6 separate regions of the Mus musculus genome follow, and all the other regions are linked to region 4. A link is a contact called in public ChIA-PET, HiChIP or PLAC-seq and promoter capture Hi-C data. All regions are on one chromosome and are shown on one strand. The core of a region is the stretch at or near the end of the contact, and the rest is flanking DNA. Distances in the headings are between cores, read along the strand shown. Region 1 holds the start of Selenow (selenoprotein W). Region 2 holds the start of Meis3 (Meis homeobox 3). Region 3 overlaps Dhx34 (DEAH (Asp-Glu-Ala-His) box polypeptide 34). Region 4 holds the start of Slc1a5 (solute carrier family 1 (neutral amino acid transporter), member 5). Region 5 has its middle 5.5 kb from the start of Gm32059. Region 6 holds the start of C5ar2 (complement component 5a receptor 2).

What was found. Promoter capture Hi-C pulls out the DNA fragments that hold promoters and counts their contacts. ChIA-PET counts read pairs in DNA pulled down with a chosen protein or histone mark. HiChIP or PLAC-seq counts read pairs in DNA pulled down with a chosen protein or histone mark.
Region 1: a contact with region 4 is called in a promoter capture Hi-C map of erythroid cells, with 4 times the contacts expected there. The contact joins the promoter of Selenow here to the promoter of Slc1a5 in region 4. A contact is called at or near these places in 3 of 39 promoter capture datasets (erythroid cells, liver and pre-B cells), 1 of 115 datasets of contacts at active chromatin or transcription factors (pancreatic cancer cells) and 1 of 9 other capture datasets (adipose tissue).
Region 2: an H3K27ac HiChIP or PLAC-seq map of microglia shows a contact between it and region 4, with 6 times the contacts expected there. The contact joins the promoter of Meis3 here to the promoter of Slc1a5 in region 4. A contact is called at or near these places in 2 of 39 promoter capture datasets (both in liver), 1 of 115 datasets of contacts at active chromatin or transcription factors (microglia) and 1 of 9 other capture datasets (adipose tissue).
Region 3: a contact with region 4 is called in an RNA polymerase II ChIA-PET map of memory CD8 T cells, with 8 read pairs. The contact joins the enhancer-like site here to the promoter of Slc1a5 in region 4. A contact is called at or near these places in 3 of 39 promoter capture datasets (hippocampal neurons, liver and pre-B cells), 2 of 115 datasets of contacts at active chromatin or transcription factors (memory CD8 T cells and pancreatic cancer cells) and 1 of 9 other capture datasets (liver).
Region 5: an H3K4me3 HiChIP or PLAC-seq map of embryonic stem cells shows a contact between it and region 4, with 8 read pairs. The contact joins the enhancer-like site here to the promoter of Slc1a5 in region 4. A contact is called at or near these places in 2 of 484 Hi-C or Micro-C datasets (CD4 T cells and natural killer cells), 5 of 115 datasets of contacts at active chromatin or transcription factors (bone marrow-derived dendritic cells, embryonic stem cells, memory CD8 T cells and 1 more) and 2 of 9 other capture datasets (liver and pancreatic islet).
Region 6: a promoter capture Hi-C map of liver shows a contact between it and region 4, with 7 times the contacts expected there. The contact joins the promoter of C5ar2 here to the promoter of Slc1a5 in region 4. A contact is called at or near these places in 3 of 39 promoter capture datasets (hippocampal neurons, liver and pre-B cells) and 1 of 9 other capture datasets (liver).

The regions. Positions count from the first base shown.
Region 1 is chr7:15,919,386-15,923,708 of GRCm38.p6, forward strand. Selenow (selenoprotein W) reads right to left here and starts at 2,986. Exons shown (of 6, transcript NM_009156.2): 1 at 2,867-2,986; 2 at 1,064-1,088; 3 at 920-973; 4 at 658-732; 5 at 463-561. The coding sequence starts at 2,895. The coding sequence ends at 478.
Region 2 is chr7:16,172,705-16,177,586 of GRCm38.p6, forward strand. It overlaps Meis3 (Meis homeobox 3), which reads left to right and starts at 2,691. Exons shown (of 13, transcript NM_008627.4): 1 at 2,691-2,863; 2 at 4,688-4,869. The coding sequence starts at 2,852.
Region 3 is chr7:16,202,390-16,207,158 of GRCm38.p6, forward strand. It overlaps Dhx34 (DEAH (Asp-Glu-Ala-His) box polypeptide 34), which reads right to left. Exons shown (of 17, transcript NM_027883.3): 8 at 3,599-3,792; 9 at 3,008-3,109; 10 at 1,478-1,714; 11 at 1,185-1,358; 12 at 783-900. Among named protein-coding and RNA genes, the nearest start is that of Dhx34, 17 kb to the right of the region's middle. Within about 2 kb of position 2,567, at least 25 of the 459 cell types and tissues checked have an H3K27ac peak or open chromatin away from gene starts, as enhancers often do. A contact at or near this core is called in memory CD8 T cells, where this site is marked.
Region 4 is chr7:16,778,806-16,783,496 of GRCm38.p6, forward strand. Slc1a5 (solute carrier family 1 (neutral amino acid transporter), member 5) reads left to right here and starts at 2,541. Exons shown (of 9, transcript NM_009201.2): 1 at 2,541-3,670. The coding sequence starts at 3,096.
Region 5 is chr7:16,049,358-16,054,021 of GRCm38.p6, forward strand. No RefSeq gene overlaps it. Among named protein-coding and RNA genes, the nearest start is that of Gm32059, 5.5 kb to the left of the region's middle. Within about 2 kb of position 2,709, at least 341 of the 459 cell types and tissues checked have an H3K27ac peak or open chromatin away from gene starts, as enhancers often do. A contact at or near this core is called in bone marrow-derived dendritic cells, embryonic stem cells, liver and 4 more, where this site is marked.
Region 6 is chr7:16,241,294-16,245,705 of GRCm38.p6, forward strand. It overlaps C5ar2 (complement component 5a receptor 2), which reads right to left and starts at 2,861. Exons shown (of 2, transcript NM_176912.5): 1 at 2,730-2,861.

The DNA of each region.
Region 1 (4,323 bases), core at 1,736-4,235, 860 kb before region 4:
CCTGAGGTCCGGGTTGGTTGGCTTCTAACTCGTGGCAATCCTTCTGCTTCAGCCTTAGAGATGCTCACTCAATCCCTCCCCTGGTGCTAAGATTATAGGTGGAAGTCACTTTACCCCTGCATTACTCTATGTGTTGGCGTCGGAAGTCTGAGCTTCCCGCATGGTAGGTGAGCACTCTACCGACGGAGCAATGTCCTCAACCCAAGCCCAACTTCCCTTAGCATCCTCCATTCCTGAATCAAGAAGGGCACTTAAGGCAAGCCCCTGCCCCCACCCCCACCCCTGTCCCCATCCCCTCCCCAGTACCACTCTGCAACCTACCAAGTATCACACCCAACCCTCCTGGCTCCAGGGACCCCTGGGATGTGGCCATCTCCCACTCTCCACTCAGAGAGTCCATACACAGGGAAAGATACGACACCGCAAGGTGGCACCCTCCCCCCCCCAAACAGTCTCCCTTACCCCTGCCTCTAGGGCTCACTGGCACTGAGCCAAGGCAGCTTTGATGGCGGTCACCAGTTTCCGGAACTTGCTCTCTGTATCCACATAGCCATCACCTCTCTGAGGGGCAGAGAAGAGAGTTGAACTAATCTCCACACACCGACCAACCCACACTGACACCCCACCCAACCCCCACGAGGCAGGACTCGGATTTACCTTCTTGGAGTGGACCAACTTCCCGGCTACTGTCACTTCAAAGAACCCGGTGACCTGGGGAGTCCCCTCGCCACACTGAGAAAATAAGGCATTAAGACGGGGCTAAGATGACCTCTCTGGGATACTTTCTCCATCACATCCCAGGGAGTGAAGAACATAGGGCAAAAGGATAGAGAGGATTGGCCTAACCCATTCCCACTGCCTCCCAGTCCCAAGGGACAAACAAGGCACGTCATGATCCTATGCCCATTCTAAGACTCACAATGTCCAGGCATCCGGGGAACTCATGTTCTAGCTTCTCCTTGAGCTGGAGGTACTGGAGACAGGGTACAGGGTGGGGGTGGGGTTATCACAGCCAGGCCCAGCAAACCCCCCTACCCTACCCACCCTGACCTACTTCACTCACCTTGGGCTTATAGCCTCAAGCTCCACTGTCAGGTGAATCCAGGGTTGTCGCAGCCCACCAAGACAGCATGGATCCAAGGCAGGACAGGTACCCAAGGGAGGCAGGCAATAGCAGTGCGATGAAGGTAAAGAGAGACAGAGATCCAGATGAGAACGCAGAGGTAACAAAGACCCTCAAAAGAGGGGAAGATGTGCTCATCACACAGAGAGATGTGTGCGACAGTGCGAAGATACATAGAAAGCCCACCCCAAACAAAAGAGCCAAGATGGAGAGGCGGGATGGCAAAGAGATCACAGGTTCCACATAGAGATGCCAATGGGGAGGGAAGCAGGGAAGTAAATTAGGACAAATGCTGCCTCAGTAGAATCTCACCCACCCACTCCCTCCCCCGCCTGGCTGTCACTCAGGAATCCAAGCTCTCTCCAGCACCCAGTACAAAACATAAGCTCCCCAACCCCATGTCCCCTACCTCAGGCCATTTTGGGCCTGGAATCTGGTGCAGTGGCCTCATGGGAGCCTCAATTTATCAAAGCAGGCTGTTGAAAGACATCCTGATAACTAGGGCCTGATCAGACCCCTCAAGGGGGTTGGGAGGGAGGAGGCCACACCCAGCTAGGTGGACCACGGACCCCAGATTCAAGTTACAGGGTTATCGGTAGTAGGACCTCAGGCTGGCCCTGCCTCATTTCCAGCCTCAGTTTCCTCCCCTGTAAGATGGAGACAGAATGGCTGGAGAGCCCCTCAATGGACTTCAGGGGTGCAGAATCCATTCAGCAAGCACTTTTCAATCACTTACTGCAAGCCAGCTGATTATCAGATGCAGATGGAGGAAAAAGTCATCAAGAGAAAATGGCTGGTCTTTCTACGCCTGCCTCTAGCAGGGGCACAATTAATAGCGCTGGCAGGTAACTAACCAACATCATCACCTCCTTCACACTACAGAAGGGGAAACTGAGGCCAGAAAAGAACTGGGGTTAACAGCACCGGCACTCACTGATCAGAAACCAGTAAGAGTTTTTTGTTTTGTTATTTGTATTGCTGGGAACCGAACCCAGGATCTGGTGCATCTCATGCAAACACTCTACCACTGAGCTACACCCTCACCCTACAATCTATCCTATATTACTTTTTCTTTTCGGGGCACAGGGTCTTACTACATCACCCCGGTTGCCTCTAACAAGCAGCTTAGCTGGCCTGGAACTATCTACCTGCCTCTACTTCCGAATGCTGGGATTAAAAGTGTGCATCAACACCACCACTCCGTGACTCAGTTCGCCCTTTTCATGTACACACTGGGAGGTGCGACCACTGTTAACTCACACTACAATCCAGGTACGGGACATCCCCAGACCTCCCAACAGCGCTTATGAGTAAACCCCCAACTACACCACACCTTGTATTCTCTAACTCATGCCGCTCAGTGAGGGGGAAGGGAAACAGCCTGTCGGGAAGGAAAGGTCCCCAGAGAAACCCGATGCTACCCTTCCCCTCCCCTCAGCGCTGAGTCACGTGTTCAAAGTGGCCCCAAGTATCAGTTTCCATTTTCACTGGTGAGATGTCACTCAGATGTCAGATGCCAGGGATCGGGCTCAAGTCTCTGTTACCTCCATCCCACCCGCTTGGAAATCCCTCCCTTTGGGTCTGAAATACAGTCATCGTACTCGGTTACCAGACCCTGGTAGATAGGGGGAGGGGCAAAGAAAAGGGTGGGAGAGGGTCTCCTGGCACAAAGGTTGGGGAGCAGAGAAAGGGCACAACGAGCCGGGAGCAGGAAAAGGGGGAACTGCAGTCACCCGGACTTACCAATACACGACTCGAACGGCGAGCGCCATAGCTGCACGTCGCATCCCCGCACAACACGAGGACCCGACCCACAAGCAACAAGGACCTCAAGCTCTGAGCGTGGGGCCGTGCGCACAGCCGACTGCCTCACGAGTCAGAGCAAACCAAGTGCGGGGGTGGAGAGTGGGCAGAGCTACGGGAGGACCGAGGTTCCGGAGCACGGCGGGGTCTGTGGCCAGGGGCGCGAACCTCAACGCAAGACTCCATGATATCTTGATATCTGGGGTTCTCTTGATATCTGGGGTTGTCTCCATAGACAGCGTCTCTGGGACCAGTAACCTGAGAGCCCCTCGCCGTCCCTTCTCTATGCCATAATGGTTCAGTCCTCAGGGCGGTGGCTCGAGGCAGAGAATTGGTTGAGACTGAAGTTCAGTTACAGAGTGGCTGAGAGGGGCAGGGCAGGGAAATCGACGCATTGGGAGACAGGCAATTGGGATGGATCCCTCCTCCCCAGCGCTAACTGGACCAGACTAAATGAACCTTAGGTCTGGAAAACTGAAACTAGGAGTCCCAGTGTGCGCTTTAGGTCCAGCTGTCTCACCACCGACAGACCCCCTGCGCACCCCCAAAACCATGCAACCCCTCTTTTTGCGCCTTCCCGCTCCCTTCCAGCTGCCTTCCAGCAGAAGGATATATAGAAAGTCCTGGAATGGGGCTTGGACTGTAGCGCAGTTGGTAGAGAACTTGCCTACCATGTATAAAGCCCTAGTTTGGGTCCCTAGCACACTGTTATCTGGGGGCTGTGGTACAAGCCTGTAATCCCAGCATTTGGGAAGAAGAAACTGAAGGACTGAGTTCAAGGTTATCCTTGCTACACAGGGAGTTTGACGCTAGTCTGGGCTACATGAGCAGTTGTCTCGAAACAAAAAATCCAGGCGTTGCCTTTAATGCCAGCAGTCAAGAAATCTCTGTGGGTTCGAAGCCAGTCTAGCCTACGTAGAGCGTTCCAGGACAGACATGAGAGACCGTCTCAAGGGGGAGAAAAAGGTAAAAGTGGACAAAATATTTGAGTTTAGGATTCCTGAGCCTCACTTTCTCCTCCTTGAAAGCTGGACAGATAACAGGAGATAGTCATTCCCACAGAATTTTTTTGCTCTCTAGTTTCTTATCCTCCACACCCTATGAACAAACGGCAATGGCATGCCCACCCCCTCCCTCCCCTCTCTCTACTTTCCCACCACCACCACCACCACCACCAAGGATGGCTCACCAGCAGAGATGTTTATCTGTCACCTGACTTCTTTAATTGACTTCAACCGGCTATCCCCGCCAATGGTTAACTAGGGACCAAATAAGGAAATTTTCCCACCTAGCCCTCTGGTTCCCCATCAGTACCCTACCCTGCACACAGATGATGGGCTGTGATTCTACCCACAGAAAAATGAAATTTGAATCATTCACTCCCCATTTGACTTCAT
Region 2 (4,882 bases), core at 1,441-3,940, 610 kb before region 4:
GAGACAGAAAGGAGGTTCTGGGATTCCCTTGAGAACCTTGAGGGTATAATCGATACATAGTCACAGTCCCCATGGCTTGAGGCCAGGTAGGAGAGTCTGAGCTAGGAAGACTTAGGGGCCTCCATGCTCTCAGCCAGGGCTGGTGCTGGATGCAGTCTGGGGCCCTTCCCTGGGTTAAGTGGGGTCACACAGGAGCAGTCCCAAGCAGCTACACAAGCAGAGCCCAGCACAGTTCCCCAGCTCCATCCAGATGCATGTAGAGTGGCCCAAACACCACCCTCCCAGAGGGGACACTAGTCAATAAGCCCCCTCTGGCTGCCACAGCCCCTCCTGTCCCAGAGAAAGGGTCCCAGCATCATGTTAGGGAAATAACCATATCAAGTTGGCTAGAGCTCAGGGGAGAACAGGCCAGAGATTGTGCACATACACAGAGTGTGTGTGTGTGTGTGTGTGTGTGTGTGTGTGTGTGTGTGTGTGTGTGTGTGTACATGTGCAGGCACACATGTGCAAATATATGCAGATGTGTTAGACTGGGGCGTGTGAGCTCTGCCAGCCTCCTTCCCGAAGTCACCGCCTCTCCTATCAATTTCTCACCCAGACACTCTCCATCTTCCCCCCACTAGTCCCTTTCATTAATTAAAAAGATTTATGCCCACGAGCCCTAGCCCCTGCTTCTTGCTGGGAACTGTTAGATTGTTCTTGTTCAGAGTAACAGCAGCCAGCTCTCTGTGGGCACACACATCCTCTTATTTCTGTCACCACCACGCCCTCATGCCCTTCTCTGTCCACCCCTTTCCCTCCTTCCACCTTAGACTGAGTGAGGTGGCTCCCTGGCTCAGGCTCAGCTTCTGAATCGGGCACAGCAATGAATCCTAGCACTCGGGAGGCAGGAAGATCATGCATCAAGGTCACCCTTTACTGCATAGAGAGTTTGTTACCCTGGGTCACATGAGACCCTGCCATCCCCCTACCCAAAAATCCAGTCCCATGAGGACAAAGGTGACTGCCCCAAGACACAAATCAATGCTGTGACCCTAGACTGCTGTGTTCCCCTCCACAAATCTCCAATGAGGGTAGTCAGGGAGGGAAGAGCTGGCAGGGTCTTTACACATTTAATTGAAAGTTACTTCGATTAATCTTCTACCTCACAGTACCTATGTTGGGGTACATGTGTGTAGCTAACCCCACTCCCCGCCAGCCTCAAAGGGCCAAAGTGGGGAAACCTGAAGGGGGACCCCACTCAGTGTGATAAGCCCACAGTCAGGCAAGGCCCCCTGAAATCTAGAGCCCTGGTTTGTTGCAGAGAGTGAAAGGCATGTTAGAGAAAGGTCTGGACTCCATCAGGATCTGTGGGTGTCCCAGGTGACAGAACAGGGTGAGGAGAAAGAGGGGCACACTCAGGACAATAAGAGGAGCTGAGAAGAAGCAGGGTCCTCCCTCCTCCATAGCCTCTCAGGCCCTCCCCACCTGTCACCCCTGCCCTGGCTTTTGTTTTATTTCCAGCAGAGAAGATGAAGGAGTGCGAGGCCTGTTTATGGGAGTCATAAAATGTACCTCCAGCTAGCCCAGCGGGGCTCACACCACCAACAGTGAGAGAGTCAGTGAGCAGGCTCTCAGCTGCCTCCACTCTCTGCGCTCTCTCTCTCTCTCTCTCTCTCTCTCTCTCTCTCTCTCTCTCTCTCTCTCTCTCTCTCTCTCTCTGATTCTGTTCCCTTCTCTGTCCCTTTCTCAGGTTCCCTTTCTTTCCTTCCTTCCTCTTCCTCCCCCAACCCACATCCTCCTCTTTTCCTCTGGTTTTTGGAGACAGAATCTTACCGTATAAGCAGGCTTGCATCCAACTCATGCTCCTCCTGCCTCAGTCTCCCTGAGTACCACACACACCCGGCACAATTACTTTTTGCCACTGGAATTTCACTCCAAAGCTTGTCTTGGGGTTTGACTGACAGCTTTTGTCTGCACCGCCTCAGTGGCTAGACCCACGATTTACACCCCACCCCACCCCCACCCTCCCACCCCCGCAAGGCTCGGAGGTCCCAGGCTGCTCCCCTAGGGGCAGCTGAGAGGGCTTCATCCAGGCTAAGGGCCTTCCTGAACACAGGGCTCAGAAGGACAGAGGCACACACATCCCTGAGGGAAGCACAGCAGCTCAATACTTTGCCACTTCTAGACACACACTGGAGCCTCGGGCCGACAGCCCCCTTGTCCCCCCAGGGGAGACAAGGGACAGAAACGGAGCAAGAAGACAAACGAAAATATAAGCTTGGTTCTTTCCTGTGCCTGGTTTGCTTTAATCCCGTCTCATGGTTAGACAGGAGAGACAGAGACAGAAGAGTGACCAGAGAGGAGGGGCAAAAAGCTACTGCAGACCCCTGGCGGCCAGGCAGGGAGAGAGCAAGAAGCAGTGAGGACCAAGAGGGAGGGTGGGGACCGCGGGAAGCTCCAGACACAAGACCCCGCGAATCTGACATACAAAGGCCAAGGTGGGTGGAGGCAGACCTGGAGTCCAGGAAGAGGAGAGGAGGAGGGAGGGGACAGCACGGAGGGAAGAAGGGGAGGCAGAGAAGGAGAGGGAGGAGGGGACTCAGAGGAGAGGGGAGGGACAAGACAGGAGAGGGGCCGCTCGGGAGGAGGCCCCGCTCCGGCAGACAGCGGGTTAAGCGTCTCCGCGTGAACTTCCGGATGTGACACAGGCCGGGCCCGTGTGAGCGGAGGAGCCGCCGCCACCCTCGGCCGCGATCCGCGGGTCTTGGCCACTCGGAGACCCTGGCACCCGGCGGGGACCTCGGGGACCTCCTGCCGCGATGAGCTCCAGGCCGTGACCTCCCGAGCCCAGGACAGGCGGCGCCGGCTCATGGCCCGGAGGGTAGGTGACTGTGCCGTCCCGCCCTGAGCCTCTTTCTGCCTCTAAATGTCCCTTTTTGCCCCTTAGAGTTCCTTCTGCCCCTCCCTCTATTCCTCTCTGTCACTCTCTCCCCCTCACCCCCCCTCCCCTACTCCCTCTATCTCTTGGGTCTTCCCCATCTCTACCCTCTTCCTGTCTGCTTTTCCCCAGGCTTCTGTTGTCTGAGACCCACCCTGGGGTTAGGGGTGGGACATCTCACCAAGCTGCCAGACAAGGGAGAGCAGGGGAGAGATGCGAGCCCTGAGTGTAGGGAGGTTTGGAGACGAACCTGGCAGGAGGTAAAGACCCCATCGTCTGGGTTCACGGTGGGCAGCTGGGAGCAGGTGAATTCACTTCAGGATGCTTAGAGAAGTTAGCCTGCGGAAGCAAAAGAGGAGTGACAGCCACCCAGATGGCCCAGTGCGCCCAGGTCGGCTGGAGAACACAGGACCCTCTGCCTCATACCAGTGAGCCCTTTGCCTCTTGGCGCCCCAGTCTCCCCACTGCTAAGAACCGTCTTCTACCTGGAGATCAAAGGTCCTGCTGCCCCATTGTGATTCCGTAACAGGAGGACCCAGAAATCTGGCTCCTATACTCTTGTTTCTGGTTGGGACTGTTTGCATGGTAGAATAGGGTTACCCTCCCCCAAATGTATTTATTGACTGTTGTCTGATTGTGCTAAATGTCTTTCATTTCCTCATTCATTCAATTCCAACTTGGTGCTAGGTGCGCTCTGACTGACTGACTGACTGTCTGTCTGTCTCTGTCTCTGTCTCTCTGTGTAAGTATATGTGAATGTTTCTCTCTCTCTCTCTCTCTCTCTCTCTCTCTCTCTCTCTCTCTCTCTCTCTCTCTGTGTGTGTGTGCGTGTGTGTGTGTGTAGTTGTCTCTTGCAATTCGGGGTGTAGTGCTCTAAGCCTGCATGCTCTGGAGAACCTACCCTATAGCATACATGTGCATATGTATCACATGCATGTGCATGTCGGCTGTGTGCCCAACTCTGTGTGGATATGGGTATGGTGAATTTACATGTTGGATGTGATAAATTGTTAAGACATTCAGAGGTGTGTAGTGTAATAGCACTCCAGAGGTCAAAGCAGGAGAATTGCTCTGAGTTCCAGGCCAGCATGGGCTGCAAAGTAAGATTCTATCTCAAAACCAAACAAAGCTGGTAGAGCCCTGCCTAGAATCCCCCAGTGAGGGGGCTGGGGGCGTGGCTCAGTGGTAGAGCCCCTGCCTAGAATCCCCCAGTGAGGGGCTGGGGGCGTGGCTCGGGGGTAGAGCCCCTGCCTAGAATCCCCCAGTGAGGGGCTGGGGACGTGGCTCAGTGGTAGAGCCCCTGCCTTGAATCCCCCAGTGAGGGGCTGGGGGCGTGGCTCAGTGGTAGAGCCCCTGGCTAGGATGCACCAGGCCCTGGAACCCAATACTACAAAAATAAAACATACACTTGTAAAATAAATAGGAAGAAGCTGTGCATATGCAGGTGAATTTTTTGGATTTTTCCAGGTTGTACCTCCTGTCAGACCCTGTGCTTTCCTCGCTGTTCTCCCTCCCTGGCTGGTTCCCCCAACATCTCTGTCTCTATGCTTCTTTGCCATTATCTCTCCCTCAGTTCCTAGCCATCCAACTCCTTCCTAGATGTCCCTTTGGGGTCCTGAACAGGACTCTCATGCCTGCTTGGACTGCTCTGTGTGATTCTGCGAAGGCTGGGATCCTTGAATACTGAAGTACACATTGTGTGACCTTGGGTAAGGAGACTGAGCCCTGGGGAACTAACCTCCCCGGGCCTTGTCCCTTCTCTTGTAGTATGATGAGCTGCGCCACTACCCAGGCATTACAGAGCACACGACAGCCCTGGCCAGCTTTTCAGAGGCAGCGCCTTCAGTACCTAGAGCCCCTGGGCCCTACACCCCACACCGGCCACCCCAGCTCCAAGCTCCAGGCTTGGACAGCGACAGCTTGAAGAGAGAGAAGGATGACATCTATGGGTGAGTGGGTCTA
Region 3 (4,769 bases), core at 1,317-3,816, 580 kb before region 4:
GACTCCGTCAGGCTGACCTCTGCCTGCGGTACCTGCGGTGACATGTATGCCCTTGAACACACACACAATAAATGTAGAAGTATTATTTGTAAAAACACGAGGTTCCAGCAAAGACCAACAAGGGAAAAATGAACCCAACCCTCCAGGTAGCTAGTGAGGGGACAAACAAGGCTGGGGACTGGGACCACTGCTGAGGGTTCTCGAGGGCATCCACAGCTCATCACTGCCTCATACGGTTGGAAATTTTCAAAGTGGAGAAAAAGAGAAGCTGAGGACGAAAAGGGAGGTAGGGTGGAAGGAAATGCTAGCAGCGAGGGCCACAGCCTGGTCACGATGGTTAACAGCGTTCATTCTGCCCTCCACTCTGCCAGTCCGAAGCCTTGTTGTCTTTTTCTGTGACCATCTCCCATTCTCCACACCAAGGTGCGTTGAGCTGGCTCTCGAAGTTGGCCTGTAGGGGCCCCTGTGGCTCTGCCTGTTGCTGCCTGTCTGCATGAGAGCTGGGGGGACCTCCCTCCTCAGGGCCAAGCTGAGGCTCTCGCTTCCCGCTTCCCAACCAGCACAGTGCTAACGGCAGTGTCTCACTGGCTGGATTCAGGAAGCGGCCTGGAAGTTCAGCACAGTGTGCTGTCTGCAGCCCGCTGGGCTGGTGAGCCTTCCCTGGAGTTTCCCTCCCACAGCACAGCACAAATAGGGGATGGGAAGGAACCCTGGGAATGCCCGAGTGAGGGACCTGAGTTGGAGGTGCCACCATCTGTCACGTGCCACCAGGGTCACTGTACCTTGGCTCCCTTCTTGGCCTGAGGCCTCCTGCCCCTGTGTGTGTAATACCTCAGGGCTGTTGGCAAAGACACAGGTGGGGTGCAGCACGGTGCCCTGCTTGGCCTGCGTGTGGAAAATCTGCAGAGGCCAAAGGCAAGCACTGGAACAGGAGGCCCCGACCTGTCCCGCGGAATACCCAGTGCCCTTTCTCCTCCCCTGGGACAAAGTCCTTCTCCTTATTCACCAAGTCCTCCAGATTCCTGCCCAAGCTGGGTGTGACCCTCTGCCTTGCCCTCCTCCAGCCCTGTCCCCTCTGGCTAGTGTGCAGAGCAACCCAAGGACAAAGCCAAGGGTCTTTCTGTCACACTAAGTTCCCTGGAACCCAGGGGGTGCTGAGGAAACACGTTAAAAGAGAAGTCTACCTGGTCTGAGTCCTTGCGGCCACTGTTGAACGCATCGGGCACAGCCAGCTGTGGGTACAGCCCCCGCCCGAGCACCAGCTTGAGCAGGGCCAGTTGGTCTCGGGTCAGGTCCTGGGCTGAGCTGGCAGCTGCCTGCAGCTGCTCCAGGTTGTGCCGAAGCTTGAATTTCACATCCTGCAAAGGCAAGAATGCGTGGTGGCTCTGAGGGATCCCGACCCCTGCTCTAGAAGGTGTTTGTGTCTCCTGTGTCCCATGCCCCTTCATGCCCCTGGCCCCGTACATGGCCGTCCCACCTGGATGTCAACGCTGTCAGCCCTCTGGGAGGTAGAGCCCTCTCGGTCCTCTTCATCGCTGGAGCAGCCATCCTCCTGCAGCCTCAGCACCTTGCGCCTGCGTCCCCCACCCTCCTCATGCTGTCGCTTCAGCTGGTGCAGGGCCCTGCGCTCTCGGCGCTGCTGCAGCCGACTGTAGCTGTCCCCTGGGGCCACTACCTGGGCCCCACTCAGCAATCCATGATCCTCCAACAGCTCCTATGAACAAGAAGGGCTCAGGTGAGTGGGCTCTGGGCTGACACAGCCTCAGGCCCACAGGCTGGTATGTGATAACTTCCTGGTATATTCTCCTCAGTGCAGAGTGAGGGTCACCCCATACCTCCCAAGGCTGTGGAGGCGGGGGGCGGGGAGGTCAGTCCTTGGCCCCAGACTTGAGTTCTGTGCCCTGGGAACAGCTCTTACTCATGAACATCTGGTCAGGCACAGATGGTTCACAGGAGAGTCAATAGCAGCTATTCCCAGAGCTGCCTGCAGGCTCACTTGAGGGCTAGCATGGGGCCCTCAAGGTCCCACAAGATTCTTCTCAAAGCTGGGTTATGCCTGGGAACCTGTCAGGAACACCTAATCTCAAGCCAGACCTGGCCATGCATACCTGTCATCCCGGCACTCAAGAGGCTGAGGCAGGGAAATCATGGGTTTGGGGCTAGCCTGGGCTACTTAATAAGGCCCTGTGAAGAGAAGAGGGACTGGACGTTTCTACTCAGTGATAAAGCACTTACCTAGCATGAACAAGGCCCTGGGTTCAAGGTCAACAAGAGTAGAACCAAAGCTCTGGAAGCTGCAGAAGTGGGCAAGGAATGACTGAGCCCAACACTGAGAGCCTAGCAAGGTTTCTGAGTCCTAACTGGCCCACCTGCCCTCGAGGCCATGGGCTACCCCAGGAACTCCTATTGCCTCCATGCTACAGACCACCACAAAGCTCAGTGTATCTGAGCTTCCTGTAAGTGACAGAGAGAGGCACACAGAACTGAAGCCACACAACAGTGGAGCGCACAGCTCTGTCCTCACTCACCTCCAGTGACCACAGTGACACGCTGCCCACACAGCCTGCCACGTGAACATAGGCGGCAGCTGGAGAGCTATTGTATCTGCCCATTGGGACTGAAGAGTGTCATTACTTTCATCTTCCAGGGGAAATTTCCAGGGGAAGCTAAGGCCCAAGGGTTGTGGTGGAGGGCGGGGCCTCAGGGGAAACCACACTGTGAGAACGAGCCGAGCCACGTTGGGCTGCAGACACATTGGCTGTCCTGTCACCTTGAATGCCCCCCCCCCCCGCCCCCAACACTCACCCTGAGCTGCAGGTCAGCAGCCTGGGGCCAAGGTGAGCCTCTCCCCTAGGATGCCATACAGCCAGTGACCCGTGTGCCTTCCCCAAGAACACTCTCCAAGGTCCACGCTTTTGCCACCTTGCCAAGGCTGCCCCAGTCCTGCTCCCCTTGTGGGACGGTGATGTGGTGGGGACCCAGTCACCCAGAAGGGTCTGGTCCTCACCTTGAACTGGCGCCGCAGGTTGGCCATCTCATACAGCCGGTGCTCCTCCACACCCCGGCGGCGGCACCACTTTCGAGAGTTTCCGCTCCGCTCAGACTTCACCTGGTTGAGGGGCAGACACCTCAGAGTGAGGACCTGGCCAGCTGTGGGAGCAAGCCCCAGCACGGGAGCCTCTGAAGCAGGGCGGGCTGGGGGCCGCTCTAAGGGACCCTCCTATCCTTTTTCCAGGACTCAGCCCCAGAGCTCATGCACCCCGACAGGAGCACCCAGACAGCATGCTGGGTTAGGTGTCCTGGGTCCTCCCCCTGAACTGCCACTGATGAGGGCTCAGGAATGGTAGACTGGGTATATAATGTCCCCCAGGAAGGTTGGCCTTTCTCTAGATAGCACTGGGTTCTGTCGGATACCCTGTGGATCCTGGGCTGGGCACTGGCTGCCACACCCCCACCCCCACCCCCACCCTGGGCACCAGAGCATGAATGGCAGGGACAGAGATTCCTTGGGTAGACTCAGGGCTCAGAAACATGAAGCAGCACAGCTGGAGGGTCCTCCAGTGGGGTTGAATGACAAAGGCACCCAGCCCAGCCTCACCTGCACCCAGGCATTGAAGACATTGAAGAGTGTGAAGGGGTCACCCTGGTCACTTTCCAGCGGTCTCCGGGCAGTGGCACAGTCCAGGTTGCTCTGGGCACTGCGGGTGAATGGTGACTGGACGCTGAGGGCAGCAGCAATGGTGAGCACAGGCTCTGCCAGGCTGAACATGGAGCCGAGGATCAGCATCTTCCCTGTGGACAGCAGGGGCAGCTAAGCCTCGGGAAAGTCAGCTCTCTGCTCTGGGGCACTCAAGGGCCCTGCTCTCACCTCCTTCTCCACTGCTCACAAAGAGCCTTAGGAACCAAACAGGCCGATGCAAACCTACAAGCTGAGATTTGTGGTCCCAGAACCTTAAGGAAGAGCCTCTGTTTCCCCATCTCTCCACTAGAGATCATGACCGGAGTTCCTTCCTTCAGCTCATAGGGCCCATTTTAATGCTGGCCAAAAATTTGAGCTACCCCTGACCTCCACCAGCCTCCCTTGGCTTGATTTCCTTGGCTCCCAGTGGCCACAGCTCTCCTCCCCTAGTAAGACTTGCACACAGCCTGCCCTGGTTTGTCTTGGTGCTGACTGTGCTTATAGCAGAATAAAACTGGCCACAGCCTTCATTTAGTTTGACGAGGAGGAGGAGGAGGAGGGTGGGGAGGAAGAGGAGGAAGAGGAGGAAGAAGAGGAGGAGGAAGAGGAAGAGGAGGAGGGAGAGGAAGAGGAGGAGGAGGAAGAGGAAGAGGAGGAGGGGGGGAGGAGGGAGGCAAGAGTAGGAAAAAAGGGGGAAATGGATGGCTGAAAGGTGATGTGGGACAGGGAAGGTTATGGGTAGGCACACTGGAAACACGTGTCCATATACCTGTGCCCATCAGTGAGGAGCTGGGAATCCCCGGGCTCTGGAGACCTGTGTGGACTTTCTGGGAGCTCAGACCCTGTCTGCCTGCCCCTGTCACATGCCTACACATCCACACTGCTCTCCTTACTGCTCCCTGGAGCGAGAGGCACTGAATAGTCAGACCCAGGGCTGCATGAGGCCCCAGCACGCCGAGATCCCCCTCGGTCCCTATCATTCACCTGTTTTGTGTCCATGAGACCCAGCAATGGGCTTCCCGGGACCGTCCCAAGACCATTTGTGTCTCACTGTGAGCCACTCAGAGCCAGCCCATCGGGGGCCATCTGT
Region 4 (4,691 bases), core at 1,291-3,790:
GCAATGTATGGAAGCATCCATCACTTGTCAATAAAATGCAGTTGACCAAGCCGGGCATGGTGGCCCACGCCTTTAATTCCAGCACTTGGGAAGCAGAGGCAGGCAGATTTCTGAGTTCGAGGCCAGCCTGGGCTACAAAGTGAGTTCCAGGACAGCCAAGGCTATACAGAGAAACCGTGTCTCAAAAAACAAAAACAAAAACAAAAACAAAACAAAAAACAACAACAACAAAATGCCTAGGCAGGAAATGGGGAGGTGGAAGTTCTGTATAGAGAGGATTTCTGGGATAGAGTCAGACACTGGAGATCACCCTAAACTCTGAGGAAGATGGTCACATGAACCTGAGGAGAGAAAAGTAGCCACATGGTAGCACTTAGAAGAAGATAAACAGTATAATTGAGTTAGGGGCTAGTGGGAACAAATAAGCCAAAGCCTCTGGCCCGGGCAACTATTCATAAGAATTCAGTTTCAGAGTCGTCGTTTGTGATCTGGGGGTGGGGGGAGCCTGCAGTCACATCCCTCCACGCGCTAGCCAGGCTGCTTCAGTGGGTATGGACTAGGTTCCACAGCAATCACAAAGGGTCCCCACTGCCTGCTGGGTTACAAAGAGGAGGGTTTAGATGCTGGAGAGCTGGCTGCTCTTCCAAAGGACCCTGTTTCACTTCACAGCACCCACATGGCGGCTCACAACCATCTGTGACTACAGATCTAACCAATTCAATGCCCTCTTTCAGCCTCTAGGGATATCAGACACATATGGCACACAGACACAGATGCCTGTGAAACACCCATACATGTAAAATAATAAGATGAAAATAAAATAAAATGAAATAAAACACAGAAGCAAAGGTTTATTGCTCAGCCATTCGTGTTATGTCGGATTCTAATAGATCTGCCCTGCCTCTCTCCTCCCTTGCTTCTTCCTTCCCTTCCTTCCTTCTCCCCACTCTCTCCCTTCTTTGAGAAAAGATAATAATACATTCTTTTCCAGTAAATTCAAAAATTAACAACACTATCCTTCAAAAGCTATGATGGAGCCGGGTGGTGGTGGTGGTGGTGGTGGTGGTGGCGGCACATGCCTTTAATACCAGCAGGGAGGCAGAGGCAGGTGGATTTTGGAGTTCAAGGCCAGTCTGGTCTACAGAGCAAGTTCTAGGATAGTCAGAGTCACACGAAGAAACCCTGCTTCCTTCTCCAACAAGCCCTCCCTGCCCTCTCTCAGGCTAGCCTTTCCCAGCAGCCCCTCATTCCCATCTTTACTCTGATGTCTGTGGCCCAGGCTGGTCATGACCTTGGAATCCTTCCATAGTTGGGATTGCAGTCCTGAGAGCTGCGGGTGAGCGCCTGGTAGAACAGACTGAGCCCTGTAGCCTCCTTTGCTCCACCTCCAGGCAAGCTCCAGACTTTCCAAAAGAGCCATTCTTCAGGGCGTTTCTCAAGTGGTCAACAGAGTTCAGGAAGGGACTCTTGGCTGTCCTCCTCCTTCAGCCCAGCCTCTCACTACCCTGCTTCACCCTTTGGGAAGCCCCAGACCTTTCTCCCACTGATGAAATCACAAGGAATCCGGGTAGGAGGTTGGGCCAAAGAGCTGGCTGGAACCAGTTTGAGTATTTCTCTTACTAGGGGCAGGCAGTGGGGCAGAACGCTCCTAGCCAATCCTGATCCACAAACTTCAGCCTCATTTTCCCCACCCTACATGTCCCAAAGATTCTGGATTCAGCAGACCTCTTTCCTCCTCCTCTTCCTCCTCCTCCTCCTCCTCCTCTCTAAGTCTGTTATTCTTACAGTTGATGGGTAACAGTGTCTAAACTAAGAATGTTTGTGGTGAACTGGCCATTTAAATATTTTTTGCTACATTTATTTATATATTTGTTTATTTGTGTGTGTTGCATGTGCCATGCTCCTGTGGGGAGGACCCAATCTGTGACTATCTGAGGAAAGAGACTGGGTTGCAGCTCAAGCATGAGGGCCTGAGTTCAAATCCCCCACATTCAATGTTGGGGCCTACTGGCCCCTCCTCCCTCCCTTTCCCCAATTTGTTTCTACAGACTGGGTTTCTTTTTCTTTATGTAGCCCTGGCAGCCCTAGAACTCGCTCTGTAGACCAACCAAGGCTGATCTTGAACTCACAGAGATCTATCTGCCTGCCTCTGCCTCCTGAGAGCAGGGATTAAAGGTGTGTGCCACTCATCTGTCTGCCCTTTCTAGGGGTCCTTCTGTGGAATATCAGATATGATCCACAATTAGATTCTTTTGACCAGTGGTGAGGTGCGTGTGGGTGGGTGTGGGTTGGATAGTTTCCCAACGCCCCGCCCCTTTTGGAGGCTTTGCACCCTTTCTGGCTCGATGCCCTTGCCCCGGCCCCGCCCCTGGCTATGCATTGTTATTCACCCTAGGTTGCCCACTGTGATCTTGGCTCCGCCCCTCGCTCGCCACCTGGCGCCGAATGTTCCATAACCAATCAGCGCTTGCGGGACGGCCTCCGCCTTTTCAAGTCCCGCCCTCCGCTTTTTCAAGTCACGCCCCTCCGCCTTTAATCCTGGTCGCTTCCGTCTAGCAGCCTCAGAGACACGCGGCGCGGCCTGGGAGGTTTCTCCTTGGCGCCACTTTCCATATCCCCCGGGCTGCTTCCTATTTGCATCTGGAAATTTGATTTTTCTCTCCAGAGCCCGAAACGCTCGGTCCACTCCTTCTAGGGCTCCAGTACCCAAGAGTCCGAGAGCCAGGCGTCCTAATCCTGGGATCTCGGTCTCCCGGAGCAAGGCATCCCGGATCTATGCCACTTGGGTTGAGCTTCCTGAAGACCTCAGCTACCTGAGTTTCCTTACTCCTTCAGGGAGTCAAAGAACCCTCTGAAGAGCTGTTCCCTACTCCAACAAGGCGCTCTCAACTCCCAGTTTTCGGGGATTCGACATCACCAGGAAAAATAAAGGGATCTCCGCATACAGCTCAGGGAGCCTAGGACCCTCCAGTTTCCGAGATCCGGTGGACGCATAACTTCAAGGACCGCTGCAAAGTTTCAGCCTCCATTCTCGGTCCTAAGGACGTCACACCTAGTCTCCAGGCTCACAAGGAACCTCCCTGTTACGGCTCAGCATGGCAGTGGATCCCCCTAAGGCTGACCCCAAAGGGGTAGTAGCGGTGGATTCCACCGCGAACGGTGGCCCCGCGCTGGGATCCAGAGAGGACCAGAGTGCGAAAGCAGGTGGTTGCTGCGGTTCCCGTGACCGGGTGCGCCGCTGCATTCGCGCCAACCTGCTGGTGCTGCTCACGGTGGCTGCGGTGGTGGCTGGCGTGGGGCTGGGGCTGGGGGTCTCGGCGGCGGGCGGTGCTGACGCGCTGGGTCCCGCGCGCTTGACCGCTTTCGCCTTCCCGGGAGAGCTGCTGCTGCGTCTGCTGAAGATGATCATCCTGCCGCTCGTGGTGTGCAGCCTGATCGGAGGTGCAGCCAGCTTGGACCCTAGCGCGCTCGGTCGTGTGGGCGCCTGGGCGCTGCTCTTTTTCCTGGTCACCACACTGCTCGCGTCGGCGCTCGGCGTGGGTTTGGCCCTGGCGCTGAAGCCGGGCGCCGCCGTTACCGCCATCACCTCCATCAACGACTCTGTTGTAGACCCCTGTGCCCGCAGTGCACCAACCAAAGAGGTGCTGGATTCCTTTCTAGATCTCGTGAGGTACGTTCCCGCCAGGCAGTGGGGTGGTTAGGGGCCAGTGCAAGCGTGCAATCTTTCTGCTTTACCCCCTCTGAGTACAGGGATTACCCGTGTGTGCCGCCACTAGTCACCAAGGTTGAGTCCTCCAGATTGAGTCATGCCTTCTAGAATCTAGGAAAATAAGGTAACGGTGACAGGACCGCTAACATCTTGGAAGGGTGAACTTTTACGGAAGTTCTCCAAATTTGGGGGCGGGCCTAAACATGGAGGGCTTTTAGAGGAAGGAAAAATAATAAGCCTTCTTAGTCTTGTTACGCTTTTTGGAGACAGTACAGGGTCTCGTACAGCCAAGCCTGTCCTTGAACTCTCCTTAGCGCCCTACCTCCATCACCCTAGTGGCTGGGATGAAGGAGCATCATTTAGCTTACTGAAAACAAGTCTGCTACAAGTATCTCAGGCTGCTCTCTTGCCTCGGCCTCCTTCCTTGGCTTGCAAGGGAAGTGTTATAAAAGATACAAGGACTGCCCTAAGAAGAGCCACCCCCCCCCCATGAAAGTTATGAAGAACCACAAAAACAAACAAACAAGAACGTTGTGCAAACTTCTGGAGGGATTCTTTTGTGGCAGAGGGGCAGAGATGAGGCTCCTGGATAAGGATTTGGACCCAGGGTCTGTGACCTTTTCACTCCTATGAGCCGGTGGAGGCCCAATGGTGATGTGAGAGGCTGCCTGATTCCCAGCGATAGGAGTGTGCTCGAATGTCCCCGGAACACAGCTTCTTGTTCCCTCTAACCCTACTTGGTTCACCTGGGCCAGGCAGTCAGACTTCCGGTGCCTTCGCCCTCCCTGCCCTACCATCTCATTTCCTCTTGTATGTCCCCTTCAGTGCCTTCCCCAAAGCAGAGAGTGACATTTTATCCTTGTACCCTTCCCACTTTGGAGGACTCTAGACTCCCGGTCCACGTGGTCCTGCCATGAGGGCCTCTGATTCAGTATCTTCAGATTGGGGACTTCCTGGAAGGAAGAGAGAAGTGAGGTGGGTG
Region 5 (4,664 bases), core at 1,459-3,958, 730 kb before region 4:
CAAACGAGCAGGATCCTGCTAAACATCAGCCTTTGCTACTTACTTGCTGTGTGAGGTGATGTAAATTATTTCATCTGTCTGTGCCTCTATTTCCTGTTTTCTAAAACGCTGACTGCAAGTTTGTTGCTCAGTGGATAAGGGCGCTTGCCACCAGTCCTGGCAATGAGTTCAAACCCCAGGAGCCACATTGGTAGAAAGAGAGATCTAACGGCAACCAACAAGTTGTCCTCTGAGCGCTATGCTTATAATGAATGTTTTTGGTGTCTTTTTAAAATGTGATGGGCCGGTTTTATAGAGCGACCATAAAGAAAAGAAAGTGCCTGCTGCTCCCTTTATATGGTGACGTGGTAGACTCCATTGCAGAAGTGAAGCCTTGAGTGTTCAACTTTCACGCTTGGGAAACCAGCACTGTGCACACTGCTTTTATTTTTGTGTAGTTGGCCCAATGAGTTGACCTGAGGATGTTTCCGATCAGAACTGCCCCAAGGGGGCTGGACGTGCAGAATCACTACATTTGGGAGATGTGGGCTGGACAATCAATAGTTCAAGGTCATCCTCGACTACCTGAGGACTACAGGAGAGTTTGTCTCAAAAAGTCTCAGGACTTGCCCAAAGGAGAAAGGGTTAGCCTCCATTTTCACCAAAAGGGAAGTGTTTTGTCCAAGATCATCCAGGAAGTGGGACCCAACCCTCTGCTGAAAATGTCCTCTGTGCAAAATGACCTGACCTGGGTGGCATTTGGTTGTCTGTACCAGAGCTACCAGCACTGGAAAACTCAGAACTTAAAGCAGGACAAAGAGCTAGATGACTTGAGGTCAAGGGGTTGACTTTACATGAGCTTATACATTCACATGGGAAACGTGTTCTAACTAGCTGCATCAGGAATTCAGTGAGAGGCATGCATTCCCTTGTTCTTCCTGCCTCGCATCCACCTTAGTTTATTAGGTGAGGCAAGGAGCAAGCAAGTTACAGCCTCAGTTTCTCTACATGTAGATCATGCTCTACAAGCACCAGATTTCATTTAATTTAGTGTTTGGAGAAAGAGGTCTTGCTACATAGCCCAGGCTGACTTTGAGCTGGCTATTTCCTTGCCCCAGCTCCTCCAAGTGCTGTGCTACCATGTCTGTCTAGGTTCTGGGTCTTTCTGCACTGTGGTATATCTTCTACCCCTATGATGGTACTCAGCACTTAGTATACAAGAAAGGTTAGCTGAGGGTTCAAAGTCATCTTCTGATGTCCAGCAAGTTCAAAGCCTGGGCTACACAAGACCTTGCCTCAAAAACAAAGGTTTGCTGGAAAGATACTATCTATGACGAATACCCCAGACCTCTTAGCTTAGGCGAGGGCTGTAAACACACGCTACTTGGAAGTCCTTGGCTGGGTGTGGAGGAGCCAAGACAAGCCAGCCCCCAAGCTGAGCAAGAGCTGGCACAGACCTGGGAGATCAAATGGCTATTTTCCCTGAGCATCCCTGAAAGCCCATCCAGGCTTCCAAGCTAGTGACAAGAGCCCAAGGTATTCAAAAAGCACTGTGGGGCTGGTGACACAGTTCAGTTGCTAGAGTTTATCCTAGGTCCACATACACTAGGCATAGTGGGCTGCACACCTATACCCCAACACTCTGAATGTATTCAGGAGCATCAAAAGTTTAGGATCAGCGCTTGGAGACATAGCTCTGCGGTTAAGACTTTGAATTACTCTTACAAGAAGACCCAGGGACTGTTCCCGGCATCCATGTCAGCTTACAACAGCCTTTAATTCCAATCCCAGAAGAGTGCATGGATACCCTCTTTTAGCCTCCTTAGGCACTGGAATTCAACGTGTATATATTCAAACAAGAATACCATAGTTCGAAATAAAAATCAATTTCCAAAAACAACAATAGTCAATCACATATCAAATCTAAGGCTCACTTGGGCTACACATGACCCAGCACATCTTTAGTTCTAGCACTTGGGAGGCAGATGAAGGTGGGTCTTTTTGAGTTCAAGGCCTGCCTGCATAATGAGACCCTTACTTGATGAAGAAATAATATTTTTTAAAGAGCTCAGATGGTGCCGGGCAGTGGTGGCGCACGCCTTTAATCCCAGCACTCGGTAGGCAGAGGCAGGCGGATTTGTGAGTTTGAGGCCAGCCTGGTCTACAAAGTGAGTTCCAGGACAGCCAGGGCCACACAGAGAAACCCTGTCTCGAAAAACCAAAAAATAAAAAATAAAAAAAGAGCTCAGATGGCTGCTGCTTCTTTCTTTCTTTCTTTCTTTCTTTCTTTCTTTCTTTCTTTCAAACCTCTTTTGCAGGTTAAACCCAGGGTCTCACACAGCAAGTCACCATCCCTAGCCTTCTTTTTCACTTCTTATATTGACAGGGTCTAAGTTGCTAAAGTTCAGGGCTTGAACTTGCTATCCTCCTGCCTCAGCTTCCTTAGCTGCAGTGATGACAGACCTGCACCACCAGGCTAGGCTGACAGTTTTAATTATGATAGTATAGTGGAAAAGAAAAGGTAGAAGCCCCGTGTTCTTGCTGTGGACAAGGCCAGATATTGGAGAACTGCCTTGCCCGAAGGGCCTGACATCATCTTGTCCTCTGAACCCTCCTCCAGCCTTTTTCCGCACATTTCTGCATATGCCTTAGCTCTTATCAGAGCCCTGAGCCTTTCAGAAACTCAGCTCACTACAGCCCAGCTCCTACCCTGGAGAACCTCGTCAGCGCCATCTGTCTACAGACGGTGTCAATAGCATCCGCTTAATAGCCTAGGTGGGCTTCAGTCTTGCTCTGTAGCCTAGGGCGGACCTGGAACTCTCCTGACCCCCCAGCCTCCACCTTCCGGGATTACAGCTTTAACCACCACGCCTGGATGGTGCTGTGAAAACCAGGGCTTCTTAGATAGTAGATTAAGTACCAACTGCACCACATCTCCAGTTCTATTTTTCAGTGTGTGTATGTTTCTCTCCTTCCAACACGTGGTTTCTGGAGATAAATTTCAGATCAAGTTTTGGTGGCAAGCGCCATTATTCACTGAGCCACCTCGTCAGCCCCTCTTCCACCTCCCCACCTCCGGATTTTAAATAAATGGCTTCCTCCACTGAAAGTAGAAACACTTCCCCGCGGCTCCTGTCAGGCAATGGAAGCTTCAAACTTTGCGCCCCAATTGTTTCATTATCCGAGAAACTGATGGCACACGATTGGTGCATTTTTTCTTTTGCATATAACACTTCAACAACCAAAGCCTGACTCCCGTCCTGAAACACTCCTGCCTTTCCAGGTTGCTTTAAATAAGGGTGAGAAGAGAAAGTTTTTACGAGACTTCCAAGGGCCCGGGTCTTGGTGGCCAGGAGGAGGAAGAGAAGGGGATTCCTTCGTAGTCTCTGTCCTCTAGCTATACCCTTCCACTGTGGCCATAAGGTACCCCTTCTGAGGACAGCCAAGACCGGAGCGCTGTAATCCGGCAGCAAAATCAGGCAGCGATTAGCCCAGCCCGGCCTGGGGTCCTCAGCACCGCAAGTGCGAGGGGCGGAGTCTGGCCTTTGATTGGCCGCATGTGGGGGCGTGGCCACAGCTCCGCCCCACCTCTACCCCCCACACACAAGATAAAATAGGCTTCGCGCCCTGGTGCTCGAAATTATTCGTGTAGTGGGTGTGGCTTATGTTTGTTTACACGCTTCTATTGGCTGCATTTGAATCGGCCCGAGCGGGTGGGCTTCGGAGGCGTGGCCTCGGAGGGCGGGGCCGGCGGCTGACAGCTCTTAGAGTACCGAAACGCTAATGAGGGGATTTTGGATCTGAAGAATCCTTTTGGGGTTTCTGTCAGCTTCCTTAATAAAGGCCAGTCAAGAAACTGAGGCGCACGTTTTTGTAAACATTCCTAAAACAAAATAAAACAAAAACCATGACTATGTTTTAAAAAGCAGATGCAACCTAGCTGGCCAACAATGAAAAACTCTGAAATCAGCTATGATCCTGGCCCACAGTGGGACAGGAAGTCACTGCAATAAACAAGGAAACCGCAAAGTGACACAACAGCTTTTGCAACCACTCAGGGAGAAGGGGAGTTCTGTAAATGCCAAAAGTATGGATGAAAATGGACACGAATCATTTGCTGATGAATTGCACAGAATAACTTACAAAATGGAAATGAATGGACAGGAGTTGGGTGGATCCTAGCTCATTTTGTAACTGTTTTTGTTTGTTTTAGCTTGGTTTGGTTTTTAGAGGCAGGGTTTCTCTGTGTGGCCTTGGCTATCCTGGAACTTATTCTGTAGTCTTCCCCAGTGCTGGAATCAAAAGTCTGGGTCGCCACTGCCCACTTCGTTCTGTAACTTTGTAAAGTTAGAAATTTGTAGCATCTACTCAAATAAATATGCTGTAAATTAAAATAAACAAAATACAAATTTAAGCCACACCTTACATATAAAGGTAGCACACACCTCTAATCCCAACAATCTGGAAGCAGAGGCAAGTAGATTTCTGTGAGTTCAAGGCTAGCCTGGTCTACCTAATGAGTTCCAAGACACTAAGGACTAAGTAGAGAAAGCCTGTCTTAAGAACATAAAAATTATTGTTACTTTTATTATAAATTAACTTCTGAAGACCAGGTCTTAGTTCCTGAGTGAGAAAACTACACAGGGGATGTATTTATTCATCATGGGCCATCACAGCTGGGGCAG
Region 6 (4,412 bases), core at 1,611-4,110, 540 kb before region 4:
TGCTCTGGAAGCAGAGGGAGGTGGATTTCTGTGAATCCAGCCTTGTCTACATAACGAATTCCAAGACAGTCAGAGCTACGTAGAGATATTTTGTATCAATAATAACAACAACAACAACAACATACAAGCTGATGAGAAAAGAGATGGTGGTGAATTTGAGCAAAACTCAAGAACATTCATATATAATATAAATGTCGTAATGAAACAGATTATTTTATATGATTCAGGGCTGGGGGTGTGGCTCAGTTGGTAGAGTGCCAAAGTCCCTGAGCTCTGCTCCCAGCACTACATAACCTGTGTTTGATGATCCCTGTACTCTGGAGGTGGAGGCAGGACACTCGGGTGTTCGAGATCACCTCAACTACATAGTGAGTTTGAGGTCAGCCTGGACAGCATGAGCTCTTGTCTCAGGAAAATACAACATATATAATCTGGAATGCTAATTCTGACTCCCAAGATTTCAAAATGAAAGCTTCTAAGGCAAACATTATGAGCCTCTCCACCCCTTCTCGCAACCTCCTTTATGCCTCCCTTCCTCACCTCTCTTCTGACTGGTCCCAAATTGGCCGAATGCACAAGCACAGCAGACCTCAGCAGCCGCAAGGAAGCCCAGAGTCTCTCCACCAGGGACAGTAGCGGGCCTGAGTCTCAGCAATGCAACCCTTCCCCAGATCCTATGGGATTCTCTGAGGACCCTGCGCAACCTTCTTAACCAGGAAAAACAGGCGTGGCCTCCGCTAGCCCCAGGGAAATAGTTGTCTTTTCTTCCTCCCCGTGAGTCACAAATTAACCCACAGACAGAAAGGTCGGAAAAGCCGAAAGTGTGTGCCTCCACCCGCAGCCTCACTACTATCAGCTTCCTGGAAGCCAGAGGTGTGTGGGCTTTGAACAGCAAGGTCTGGAGGGCTATCTCTGAAACCACTTCCCACCCACCCTTGGCACTAAAGGACCCCTAAGATTCTGCAGTAATCACCAGCGGCCTGCTAACCCTCCACTGACCGGCTGCGCTGTTCTCTGCCTCTCATTCCTGCCAGCCACAGACTCTTAAAGATCTTTCCTTCCTCAAATGTTGTGAGGATGATAGCCCAGAATGAACCCTCCTCAGAAAGATCAAGAAGCTGAGCCCAGGGCCTGAGGTTTCCGGGGAACATAAAATGCAAGTCCTGTCATGCAGTGGTGGCGCACACCTTTGATCACAGCACTCAGACAGGTCTCTGAGTTCGAGGCCAGCCAAGAGTCACAGAGAGACAGCCAGGACTACATAGAGAAACCCTGTCTCAAACCCCCACATGCCCCAAAATAAGCAAATCCTGTCCCCTTTCTGGGCCTCTGGTTTTTTTACCTGTAAAATGGGAAGACAGCAGGCATAGGAGAACATGCTTGTCACTCCAGCACTCCGGAGGCAGAGGCAAGGGGGAGCTCACGGGAGAGATCTGTCCGGTCCCCATGGGTGGATTGGTGGGGAATGTGCTCGTCACACAAGCATGGGGACCTGAGGTTGAAGTTCTGGAACCCATATAATAGCCACATTCAGTAGTATATGTATGTGATGCCAGCGTTCAGAAAGGAAGACAGCCAGGGAGTCAAAATCCCTGGAAACGTGGGCCAGCTGGCCTTTGCCATTACAAGCAACAAGAGACTCTGTCTCAAAGTAGAAAGGAAAGCTCTAGAATTAAGGCTAGCCTCTGACCTTCAAATACAAACTGTGACTCTCACAGGCCCATGTGCACAGATATTTAAAGTGAAAATTATTATTAGATATTTATTATTATTATTTGTAGTAGTAGTAGTAATGACAAGAACAAAAAAGAAGTTGGCTATAGTGGCTGGGTTTGGTTTGGTTTGATTTGGGTTGGGTTGGGTTTGAGACAGGGTCTCACGTAGGCCAGAGTGACTTCAAACTCACAGATTTGCTTTCCTCAGCTTCCCAATTGTGGGAATTAAAGTGTGCCCTAGAGTACACTGTCTTAAACTATACACCTACAGCATGGTGCAGGCTTAGGACACCGAGCAGGACATGGCCTCAACCCTGACATGGACTCTCGTCACTCAGCAGTTCCTGATGGTCGTCTTTCTCTCTGAGCCTTGCTTAAGGCTGAGAAGGATGCGGTCACAAATTCTTCTGTTGATATTTAGAGCATAAAGTCATGTTGTTAGAGGAAATTGCTTCTGGGTCAAGGCACTACAGATTCTGTGATGCAGGCCTCTCCTCTCTCTCTCTCATCCTGAAAGGCCTCAGTGTTCTCCACACCTCAACATGGGAGACTTACCTGGTCAACAGATGTGCCAAGATGATAAAAGGTCTGGAGCAGTGCACAGCTCAGTGTTAGGATATTTGCCTAGAATCCTCCAGCAAAGGATTGGGGGCCTGGCTCAACAGAACCAAGAACTCACCAATGAGGGGCTGGGAGTGTGGCTCAGTAGTAGAGCTAGGGCTAGGGCTCCTCAGGTGAGAGTGCTTGCTGCTGAGAGCGGTACCTATGAACCACCTCTCCAGGGCCCTCCCTTTCCTTCCACCTTGTGTTTAGAGACCAAGGCTCTCAACTTGCTCTAGATGCTCACTGATTAACCCAGGCCTGCTGGTCAGCAAGCCCTAGAGATCCATCTGTCTCACTCTCCCGTGCTGAGGTTACAAACACAACCCACCGTGCCTCTGTACCAGGCAAATCCATAGCCTGGGCTGGAACGCATATCCTTATGTTTAAATGGCAAACACTTTACTCACTGACCCGTCTCCCAGCCCCTCATATTTCATCCCAGAAGACTCTACTGCAATGTAACAGCTTCCTGGATGTGAGCTCCCGGAGGTCACCGTTACAAGGGAAGGCGGCTCTGGCCCCAGGCCTTGGAGCCCTGCATCTGAAGAACAGATAGGTGTGTAAGACCCAAGGGTCCAGAAGGCTGGGGCTGGGGGAGGAGAAAGAACACACTAGAGTCCGCCAAGCTCTCAGCCCACTTCCTTTCCTGCTCACTTCCCCTTCCAACCCTGTTGACATAAGCAGATTCCACAGGCCACACATTTGGCAATCCCCTGGACTCTGCAAACTTCTGTTTTGAGCTGCGTTGCTTAACCCTGACCTGCCTGGGAGTCACCTGGGGTGGGGGTCTCTCAACATGACCACCACCTGCTGTATGTCCAATTCCTTCCTTCCTTCCTTCCTTCCTTCCTTCCTTCCTTCCTTCCTTCCTTCCTTCCTGTCTTTCTTTCTCTTTCTTTCTTTCTTTCTTTCTTTCTTTCTTTCTTTCTTTCTTTCTTCCTTCCTTCCTTCCTTCCTTCCTTCCTTCCTTCCTTTCTTTTAGATTAATTTATTTTTGCCTTTGGTGCATGAGTGGTTTGTCTGTATATCTGCGTGCTACACACCATGCCTGTGGAGGCAAGGAAACTGCATCAGCTCCCCTGGAACTGGAGCTACAGACAGTTGTGAGCTGCCCTGTGGGTTCTGGGAAGGAAACCTCAGTCCCCTGGAGGAGCAGCAGCCAATGCTCTTAAACCACTGAGCATCCCTTTTTGTCTCGTTTTGGTTTTAAACTGGCCTCTCTCTGCAGCCTGAACTCACGGAGGTCCACCTATGGCCGTCTCCCAAATGCTTGTTACCAAGCCTGGCTGGGATTTTTGTTGTTGTTTGTTTGTTTGTTCATTTGTTTTTGTTTGTGTTTTCAGACAGAGGCTCATGTAGCCCAGAATGGCCTCATGTAGCCCAGGCTAGCCACAAACTCTCCTTGACTAGATGAGCCTCCTGCCTCTACCTCCTAAATCCACCATGCAGATTTAGTTTCTTTGTGTGTATATATTTGTTTTATTTTGAAACCAAGTCTCACTTGGACTGACCTGGAGCTCACTAAGTAGCTGGCCTCAAACTCCCAGAGGTCTGCCTGCATCTGTGTCTGGAGTGCTGGAATTAAATGCATGTACCACCACACCCAACCACTATTGGAGATTTTATTCAGTGCAGGGGACTGAACCAGAGGCTTGTGCGTGTTAGGCCAGCATGCTACCTACTGAACTGAAACACTGTATCCTGGGCCCAGCTTACATATTATATATAATTTTATATGTATGGGTGTTTTGCTTGCATGTATGTCCAGCATGTGTGGGCTTGGTGTCCAAGGCAGCCATTACAAATCATTAGGAGACACTATGTGGATGCTGGGAACTGAACTAATCCTTTAAAACAGTAGTTCTCAACCTTCATGATGCTACGACCTATGACCCTTAAATACAGTTCCTCACTCTGCAGTGTCCCCCCAAACCATAAAGTTATTTTCATTTCTACTTCAAAACTGTAATTTTGCTAGTTATGAATCGGAATGTAAATAATTTGGAAACAGAAGTTTGCCAAAGAGGTTGAGACCCAGAGGTTGAGAACCGCTGCTCTAAAAGAACATCAAATGCTCTTAATCACTGATCCGTC